2 separate regions of the Mus musculus genome follow, and region 1 is linked to region 2. The links are chromatin contacts, called in public promoter capture Hi-C maps. All regions are on one chromosome and are shown on one strand. The core of a region is the stretch at or near the end of the contact, and the rest is flanking DNA. Distances in the headings are between cores, read along the strand shown. Region 1 overlaps Ripor2 (RHO family interacting cell polarization regulator 2). Region 2 overlaps Cmah (cytidine monophospho-N-acetylneuraminic acid hydroxylase).

Region 1 (5,034 bases), core at 963-3,462, 290 kb after region 2:
TTGCATCACATTCTCAGATCTGACAACCCCTGAGTTCCTCCTGCCACACCCTCCCACACTTCCCTTTTGCTCAACTCCACAACTAACTACAATCTGAAAGGCAGTTGCCCTCGAGATGGTGATGATAAAGACATGGGGACAAGAGCTGCTAAGCTATGCACACCAGCCTCTGTCACTTCATGACCCCAGGACACCACAGTTGTCTGGAGATGCAGGGTGGAGGGGAACCTTTGAGTATCACATCCTCACGCAGTGGGCATACATGAGCAAACACATGACCAGACTGTTGTAGATGCTTGAGCCCAGGATGGATGGAGGGGTTGCTAGGGCAGAGGCAGGAGGATCTGAGTACAAAGCTAGCTGTAAACTGTCTCAAAAGAAAACAGAAAATTAAGTCGGGTCTGCTGGTCCATGCCTATAATCTTAGCACTCTTGAGGCTGAGGCAGGAGGATTGTGAGGTTGTGGCCAGCTTAGGCTTCACAGTGAGACACTGTCAAGAAAGAATGAAAAAGAAAGAAGGAAGGGAAAGGGAAAGGGAAAGGGAAAGGGAAAGGGAAAGAAAAGAAAAGAAAAGAAAAGAAAAGAAAAGAAAAGAAAAGGGCTGGCGAGGTAGCTCAGCGGGTAAGAGCACTGACTGCTCTTCCGAAGGTCCTGAGTTCAAATCCCAGCAGCCACATGGTGGCTCATAACCACCTGTAGTGAAATCTGATGCTCTCTTCTGGCGCTGTCTGAAGACAGCTACAGTGTACTTATATATAATAATAAATAAATCTTTGGGCCGAAGCAAGTAGAATTGATTGGCCAGAGTGAGCAGAGGTCCTAAGAATTCAATTCCCAACAACTACATGAAGGCTCACAACCATCTGTTCAGCAACTATGTACTCAAATACATAGAAATAAATAAATAAATAAATCTTTAAAAAAGAAAAAGAGACAGAGAGAGAAGGAAAGAAAGGCAAGAAGGAGAGAAGGAAGGAAAGAAGAGGAAGGAAGGAAGAGGAACAGAGGGACAGACAGAAAGAAGAAAAGAAAAAATAAAAAATGTTAAGTGAAGGTTCCCACTGAGGAAAGGATGGGGGGGGGGGGTGCAGAGAGCGTCCTGAATAACCTCTGGCTAGAACAACTAAACTGAAAGTCCCTCCTGAAGGCGGGGATGCTGCCCAAAGCTGTCGGGGGGGGGGGGGGGTGCTGTGATCTCTGTGCTCTGTAAAAGTGCTGTGGGGAGCTGTTGAGGCCAGATTCCAAAAACCTGTAAGGACCCAGCTGGATTCAGGACCCCAAATCAGAAAAGAAGCTAAGAACTGCGTGTCTTACAGAAAACTGCTTTTCTTCCCAACGATGACCTCATTCAAATGAGTTCCAGGAGGACACATGTCCAGAGGTCAGTGCTAGCTGGTCACCATGGCCTTTAGGATGAACTGGGAAACCTGCCCAGGAAGCAGGAAGGCCAGTACTAAGACACAGTCCGAGGTACACTCTTAGGAAGGTCATGGCAAAACTGGGAAACAATGGAGTACTTCTATGACCAGAACCGTGTCTGAGCAAAGGCAGCCAGTGGCACGGGGAGCCAGGTGAGCAGCTGTGTGGCTGTAGGTAGCTGGGAGGCTCTATAGCTGTGTAGCTGTAGATAGCTATGAGGTTGTATCTGCAACCTTTCTCCACTGTGATAAATTCTCTGAAAGAAACAACTTAAGAGGAAAACGATCCGTGGCGGCTTAAGATTTGGAGGAGTTTAGTCCACTATGGGAAGGGGAGCTATGGTAGTCGGAGAGGCCGGCAGCTGAGGCAGGGGTTAGAGTGGATCAGGAAGCCAGACACAGGCTGGAAGCAAAGCAGAGTTATAAACCTCAAGAACACACTCTCCAGTGTCTGATTCCTCCAGCTAGGCCCTAACTCTTAAAGACTCCATAACCTCCCACAACAGAGCTACCCAGCTGGTGGCCAAATGTTCAACCATGAGCGGGGGCATCATTTATCCACAGTCACACTGGGGGCAGCACCCTGTCCTCCATTCAGGCTGTGGAAGAGCTGTTGGATCATTAACACAGGAGCAAGGTAAAAGATCAAAAGAGACCCACCTGAGGGAACCCAGGGATGATTTCTGAGTGGCCATCATGAAAACCTAGCTGATACAACAGTTACCACCAAGCAGCTGAGAAAACACTGGGCTTTTCGCAGCTGTAGAAATGCCAGCAGGGCCTTGGGCCAGAATTTGCAGAACCTAGCCAGGCCCCAAAGTCCACGATAGCTGGTGCTCCAGCAGAAGTGCTCCCCCCGCCTGGGGAGCTTCGGCTGGAACTGGCTCCTCCTACCTGCTGCCATTCTGCTGTTATCACTGTCACCAGAGGCTGGAGATGCCTTATAAGGAATGTCAATAAGGTGTGTTCATTCCATGGACAGTGAGACCCAAAACTCATCACGACCCCAGCCCTCCTCCTCCCGTGATAAGAAATTTCTGGTGATTTTGAGAAGGGAGATCGTCAAAGAGTCCCCCCACCCTTCTCAACGTATCCATCATGGTACATAGTCAGCTTCCCTGAAGCGGGGTCCCTATTGTCACCTCAACATGTAACCAGCTAGTGGATTAACCAGGAGCTGATAATTTGTAGGTATTCAAAGGGTAAATAGGGTTTTCTTAGAATTAGCACATTGGGCTTCAGATTCATAAAAGCCAGCCAGCAGTGCTTTCTTTCCGATGTGTTTTTGTGGAGGTGGGGGAAAAAAGCCTAAATGCTCCAGAATTATTCATGAAAATCGCTTCCTCCAATCCTGCTTTTATTACAGTGGGTCCTCCTAAGTGGCTCATTAGCTTCTAATTGTTAGCGAGAGCTGCTCCTAAATGCATGGGCTCGCCAACTAAAAGGCATGCCAAGTTGGTGAGCTGCTGCCATCTAGTGTCGAAAGATGGTAAGAGGTGAGCCCATTTTGAAGCTTCCCTGGATTCGTCTTATTCATCACCATGCCCATGGGTCAATGGGAAGCAGATTTGTCCATTTGAGATAAATTGAGCCATTCACTGAAGGTAAAACACACAGTGTGACATCATCCTTGTTATGTCTACGTGAGTAAAATCTTGTTTGCTAGAAACACAACCCAGGGCAGGGAAGACAGCATAAAGCGAGCAAAAGGATATGGGTTTGGATCTGCAGAGCCCACATAAAAAGCTGGGCATCGGGTCATGTGATTATAATCCCAACTTGGCCTCTGATGGAAAAGGGACTTGAGATGGGTAGTAGGTCCCTGTGCTTTCTGGCCAGCCAATCTAACCAAACAGCAACCTCCAGGTTCAGTAAGAGATCCCATCTCAAAAAGGAAAAAAAAAAAAAAAAAAAAAAAAAAAGGGTCTATGAAGCATCCGCAAACATAGGCATACATATGCCTGTGTATACATGCACAAGCACGTACAAGCACAGGAGAAACTTGCCCCAGGACTCAAAGGTTAGAAATAGAAAACGTCTGTGCTGATTTTTTCACTGCAATTATGTCATAGTTTTTTTTTTTTAGTGAGAAATTCTAAAATGTAAATTAATATTTTCACCCTCACACAGTGGGCTTTTGGTAAATATCAATAGGAAGGTGGAAAGGGTAATGGAAGCTGGGACTCTGGAGCTGTCCCAGGGCGGCGGCCGTGTATTCTGACAAGGTGTTGCTGCTGAAGCGGTAGGCTCAAGTTGACCTGCAGATGACACAGGGGAAGAAAAGGCACCTTGTGCTAACTGGATCTGTCAATCAACGCAGGCTAGAGTCACCTGAGAGGAGGGCGCCTCATTTGAGAAAATGCCTCCATAAGATCCAGCCATAGAACATTTTCTTAATTTGTGATGATGGGGAAGGGCCCAGCCCATCGTGGGTGGTGCCATCCCTGGACTGGGAGTCCTGGGTGCTATAAGAGAGCAGGCTGAGAAAGCCAATAAGCAGAAACCCTCCATAGCCTCCATGACCTTCGTATCAGCTCCTGACTCTAGGTTCCTGCCCTGTTTGGGCTCCTGTCCTGACTTCCGTTCACTGATGAATCGTGACAGTGACGCTTCAGCTAAATAATCGCTTTCCTCCCCAAGTTGCTTTGGTCATGGTGTTTCATCGCAGCATTAATCATCCTAAGACACACTTCTTCTTTTGAAGGAACAGGCTATTGGCAGTTTGTTGATTGGATTTAGTTTGTTTTCTTTTCTTTATTTATATTTATTTTTATGTGCAGTTGAGTTCTGTCTCTGTCAGATCCTGGAGCTGCAGACAGTTGTGAGCTGCCACGTGGGTGCTGGGAATTGAACCCAGGCACTCTAGAAGAACAGTCGGTGCTCACAATTGCTTAACCATCTTTCTAGCCCCTGGGTTTGTTTTCTTAATCACCAGTGTGGGGTACATGACAGTCTACTTCTAGCAAGTTCATAAGCATCAACAGTGGCATCACTGTGCTATATAAGTAGAATGAGAGAAACAGGAATGAGTGTGCTGCAGACAAGTGACAGGTGTGGGGACAAGGACTCACAGGAAGGTATCTAGTGTCACAGATCTTGGGAGACAGGAAAACCAAGAGGCCAGTTTATTTGCATGGGAATATTTTGGTCAGTGAAAGAATAGGTCTTTTTGGTCCTGCTGCCCTGATCCTGAAATCTGCCAAAGGTACACAGAGTTCTCACCACCCAACAGACTCCCCTTGAAACCTCCTCCCACCACCCTAAGGGGCATGTCCTGCTAGCTGTATATCCCCACAAAGGCTATTCTCTGAAGATGCTCCTACACCTGTTACATTATTACATGAGTTTTTAACCCATGACAAATTGTGTCTCTAAAGAAGGGAAATGTGTTCTGCAACTCACAGAACGATCTCTTGTTTTCAGGTCTGGCTGGCTTTGCCCGCCTCTGTCCTGGAGATCAATATGAAGTAAGTAATGTGTTGGTCTGCATGTTGGCATTGAAGGCTTGAAGGGCTATAGTTATGATTGTTGTTGTTGTTGCTGCTGCTGCTGCTGCTGTTCTGGTACTATTAACCAAGGAACTTGTACATGCTAAGCAAATGCTCTACCATTGAG
Region 2 (5,100 bases), core at 955-3,454:
AAGGATAACCTTGTCCAGACCTTCTTGCCTCCTCTTGCCCAGGGCTGGGATTCCAGGCCTGATTGCCCTTGTCCTAAGCAGTCGTAACCTGTTCATATCCATGATAGATGCCTCACGGCTCGCGGCTTGCAGCTTGCGGTTCAGGGGGCTTGCGGCTCATGGCTTGGGGGTCGCAGCTCGCGGCTCGCGGCTCACGGCTCGCGGCTCACGGCCATAGGGGCTCAGTTCCTGCTGATGTCCTCCTGCTTCCTTTTTATTTCTTTTTTCGTTTTCTTTTTTCTTTTTTTCCTTTTCTCTCTCTCTCTCTCTCTCTCTCTTTCTTTCTTTCTTTCTTTCTTCCTTTCTTTCTTCCTTCCTCTCTCTCTCTCTCTCTCTCTCTCTCTCTCTCTCTCTCTCTCTCTCTCTTTTTTTTGAGATTAAAGTCTTGCAAGTGGTGGCCTGGATCACATGGTCCCCCTAACCTAGGCCTCTCAAGGCCAGGAATTCCTGACCTGTTAACATGTGCAGCTCCAAGTTTCTTTGTAAAGGTGAGACTCCAGACAAGCAAACTAGTCTCTCTTCATATGCAGAGACAGCAGGATTGTCACAATTTCAGGACCAGTCTGGGCTACATAGAAAGTTCTAGGCCAGCCAGGGGCATCCATATAGAGAACCTGTCTCAGAGTCAAAAAAAAAAAAAAAAAAAAAAAAAAAAAAAAAAAAAGGAAACTCAGAGAATTTATGAAGAAGGTAATACGTATGGAACTTCCAGTAATAAAACATGGACTCCCAAGGATGCTACTCTAACATGGACTCCTACTGCCCCTCCCAGATTCTCAAATCACCCAAGCCAGGAATATATAATAGCCCGAGCTCTCTGTCTTTGCTCCCCTGATCTGGATCCACTTTTTGAAACATTTGGTTCTCATCCTTCTGCCCACATCTCTTAGTCCTTATCTCTCCCTTCTCATTCCTCAGGCTCCATCCTTCACTCGGCATACCTTGTCCGTCTTCCCCCGTATCCTCTCCCTCACCCTTCATTCCTTATCTCTAGCCGACATCCCTCTGGGTGGTAATGCACCTGAGATGTTCTTGTTATTTATTGCCTTTGTGCTGACAAGCCAATTCAGCCAGTGTGTACTTGGTCAGTGTCCAGGTAACTACAAATGCCAGGTGCCTAAAGCCAGAGGTACTACAGCAGGAGGCTCTTTCACTTGTAATTTTCCACAACCCTGTGGAAGATGAGTTGACAACACCTATGAAAGCTTACTGCACGTCTGCTGTTTGGTTCCAAGATTTCACCCTTGAATAAATTCTCAATATAAATGGGGACTTCTGCCCCCTGAAACATCACACACAAAGATGCTAATATCTAATAATAATAGTCAAAAGCAAGAAATGACCTCAAATGTCTAACAGTAGAGGAATAGAGAAACAAAATGTTGTTTGTAAAAATTAAATAGTGCTAACCAACAATGAAGAGAACAACCATTGCTTAGCTTAGCTGTATTGTTAAACACCATATTTATGTCAGGGAGAAGATGAGACAGTAGAGTATGCAACTGAGTGATTAGTAATGTAAAATTCAAGAACCAGGCATCACCACCTTACAGTGGCAGGCTTAGAAGAATGGTCATCCTCTGCATGGGAGCTAATTGGAAGAGTGTGTTAATTTCCAGAACTTGTCTGTAACCTAAAGAAAAAAGATGTGTGTGTATGTGTGTGTGTGTGTCACTGTGTCTGTGTCACTGTGTCTGTGTGTAAAAGCCACAGGTATGCACACAACAGTGGAGGTTGGAAGAGGACATTGGACCCACCGTAGCTGGAGTTACAGTTGGTTGTGAGCCATCTGGCATGGGAACTAGAACCTAACCACAGGTCCTTTGCAGGAGCAGCAACAGCTGTCAGCTGCTGAGGCCTTTCTCCAGACCTCTGTTTCATCTTTCGGCGTGGAAGGTAACTGCATAAATGTGTGCCTATATAAAGCCAAACAAACAAAAGCCAGAAAAGCACACTCAAGAGATCAGAGAACCTTCCTATATGAAATATAAATGCTTATTTTTTTAAAAATGCCACGTGGGAATTTATTCCTGGTATCCCAGCACTGGGGAGTCTGAAGCTGAGGTGGTACCATGAGTTTGAAGGCCCCCTGGACTACAGAGTGAGACTCTGACATAAGAAGCGGAAACAAATATTAAAAATAGTCACATGACTCTAGGTGGAAAACGAGAAGCAAGAGTTTGACAGAGTTTGGCTGAGAGCAGATAAGGGAACTGCTGGGGCCAGGCACTGCCTGGAGAAACTCTAGGGGAATTATTTTCCATCTTTCATCCTGATGGGCACTTCTGTTGCTAGAGATGCTGTTAAAAACTGCGCTTTGATTTCCTGGCTTGCTGCCAGGTTGTTTCCTCTATGCCATTTTAAGTGCTGTGGTGAATTCAGGACCAGAGCTACGACTTCTAGGGTCAACAATCTAATTACAGGGGCAAGCTAATCAGAGAGCGAGGCTCACAATCTAATTACAGACTTATAATCTATTGGATATTTATAATGTTCTTAGAGAGGCAAGAGGCACATAAATAAAATTCTCAGAGAACTCAGTATTAGTATTTTTTTAAGTGAAAGTTTGAAGGTTCCCTGGGGCTCGTGAGACAGAAAATTCCATAATGACGTATTAGTTATTTCTTTGCTGCTATTGTTCTGAGTCAGGGTCTCATTTTGGAATCTACACTACCTGGTTGTCTGTCCTCATACACACAGCTTCCAGAGTGTTAGGACCACAGATGTACTGTACCATGGCCAGTGTGTTTTTTTACTTTTTTTTCTGGTATGTTGTGGGACTGGGTGAGCTTTTGTACCGTGGAGCGCATTTGAAGGTCAGAAAGGCAACTTTGGGGAGTTGGTTCTCACCTTCCACCTTGTCAAGACAGGGTCCTTCAGTATTTCTGTTGCTTCATCTCCTGCTCCCTGCTTAGGTGGCCCAAGAGACTCAGGGCCATTCTCCTGTCTCCACCTTCTGCCTCACAGGAGTCCTGGGCTCATTTCTCAGACTTACTGGGCAAGTGCTTTGACTCGCTGAGCCATCTCTCTGGCCCATGCTCTGTTTTGGAATTAGTGAATTAAGACAAGATTTTACAATGGCCCTTTATTCTATTTTACTTATTTGTTTGTTTGTTTGTTTGTTTGTTTAATGTTTTACTCTATAACACAGGCTGTCCTAGAACTCACAGTGTCATCCAGGTTGGCTTCTATCACATGGCAGTTCTACCTCAGCCCCCAAAGTGCAGGACTACAGGCGTGAGGCACCTCACTTGACTAGTTGATTTTAATGAGAACACCTGGGCTGACTTTTTTCAAATTAGAATGGGAGACAAGACACTGCATATTTCTATTTTTAAAATAATAGTTTATCTTTTTTTATGTACGATGGTGTTTTGCCTGCATGTGTGAGGATCCCCTGGAATAAGAGTTATAGACAGTTGTGAGCTACCATGTGGGTGCTGGGAATTGAAGCTGGGTCCTCTGGAAGAGCAGCTAGTGCCTTTACCCACTGAGCCATCTCTCCAGCCCACCACATATTTCTTGACACTATCGTATTTGTTGAAGTGAGCATAAAAGTAACCCTTCTAAGAACTAAAGCAAAGATATTTGTCAAATGAGGGAAGTAAACGGAGGAGAGCTAGAAGTGTCTTGTGAGATCCAGGCTTGGACTTTAAGCCATTGGGACCAGGAAGACAGTAGGATACTATTCAGGGCATCAAGTGGACTAGAAAGCAGTGACCCTACAACTAAATTCTGCCCCGCCCTCCAGACACGCAGATCCTTTCTTTGTAATAAATGTTAATGCTTTTCGACATGCGTGGTGGCGCACACCTTTAATCCCAGCACTTGGGAGGCAGAGGCAGGTGGATTTATGAGTTTGAGGCCAGCCTGGTCTACAGAGTGAGTTCCAGGACAGCCAGGGCTACACAGAGAAACCCTGTCTTGGAAAAGAAAAAAATCAATGCTTTTCATGATACAAGCAGAGGTGTGGCTATACATCAACTTCCTTCCAGATGAATACAACAGTCAGAGGTGGATTAAGTTCTCCTTAATGTCTCCTGTTGGACCATGTGTATGTATCTATAACACGCACACACATTCATGGAATCATTCACACACCCTATCTCTGACCTGGCATAGAATTTGGTTTAGCTAAAGTTTCTAATCTCCTTCCTTGTGTCTTTAGGGTGGAGCTGGGAGAGGGGTAGTGTTGATGTTAGACACATAATGTGACATCAGCCTGCTCTGCATCTGTGTCTCCAGAGGAACTTGAACTTCCCAGCTGTACTTTGGTAATTGCTTCTGAAAAAAACCTCCTGGCCACACAGAAATCAAATAAAATTTTTAATCAAGCAAATTGAAAAATCCAGGCTGTATTATAAACATCAATTAAAAGAAGATCTGGGCCTGGGCCTTTTGATGTTTCCTGACCAGCTTGGATGCTGTCACCTTTGTCTACTCAGAAGGGAGTAAAGGTATGTTTTCAATTTTATGCTATTCGTGTGTGTGTGTGTGTGTGTGTGTGTGTGTGTGTGTTTGCAGGTGGTGACTTGTTGAGATTGATTGTCATGTAGCCTAAGATGTCCTCAAATCCCTTTGTAACTGAGGATGATTTTAAGTTCCTACACTTGATCTTAGCCAAAAGGCCAAGACGAAATGATCTCAAGCTCCTAATCCTCCTGCTTCCACTTTCCCCATTCTGGGATTACAGGTGCAGATGACCACATCAAGTTTAAGGGTTCACATCCGTAGTAGATTGTCTTTCGTGTTCTGTGACTAGGTAGAAGAACTGAGTGTTTTTGTTGGCAGAGTTGGCAACTCTAAAATTATCTTTGAAGATATAGCAGTGTCTACCTAAGGAACATTGGGTAGGCAGTTAACTGAGGTACTTGTGTGGAAAGTCCACTTTGCCCACACCTTGTTTGCCATCCACATACATTTTATCTTCCAGAGCCTGCTCTCGGCAGTCCACTGTCACCGGTCGCTCTCTGGGCACTTCTCTTCCTCTTGAGCAGCTGCCAGCAGATCTTTATGGTTCTGGGCATTTCCTTCTGCTAGTATATTAATAATTTCTGCTTT

The links. Capture Hi-C pulls out chosen DNA fragments and counts their contacts.
Region 1: a promoter capture Hi-C map of liver shows a contact between it and region 2. The contact joins two enhancer-like sites. A contact is called at or near these places in 1 of 484 Hi-C or Micro-C datasets (nephron progenitors), 3 of 115 datasets of contacts at active chromatin or transcription factors (bone marrow-derived macrophages, embryonic stem cells and large pre-B cells) and 4 of 9 other capture datasets (adipose tissue, embryonic stem cells, liver and 1 more).

Annotation. Positions count from the first base shown.
Region 1 is chr13:24,684,624-24,689,657 of GRCm38.p6, forward strand. Ripor2 (RHO family interacting cell polarization regulator 2) reads left to right here. Exons shown (of 23, transcript NM_029679.2): 9 at 4,843-4,886. Among named protein-coding and RNA genes, the nearest start is that of Ripor2, 48 kb to the left of the region's middle. Within about 2 kb of position 2,213, at least 37 of the 459 cell types and tissues checked have an H3K27ac peak or open chromatin away from gene starts, as enhancers often do. A contact at or near this core is called in liver, where this site is marked.
Region 2 is chr13:24,390,992-24,396,091 of GRCm38.p6, forward strand. It overlaps Cmah (cytidine monophospho-N-acetylneuraminic acid hydroxylase), which reads left to right. Exons shown (of 17, transcript NM_001111110.2): 2 at 4,208-4,496. Among named protein-coding and RNA genes, the nearest start is that of Gm11342, 18 kb to the left of the region's middle. Within about 2 kb of position 2,205, at least 71 of the 459 cell types and tissues checked have an H3K27ac peak or open chromatin away from gene starts, as enhancers often do. A contact at or near this core is called in liver, where this site is marked.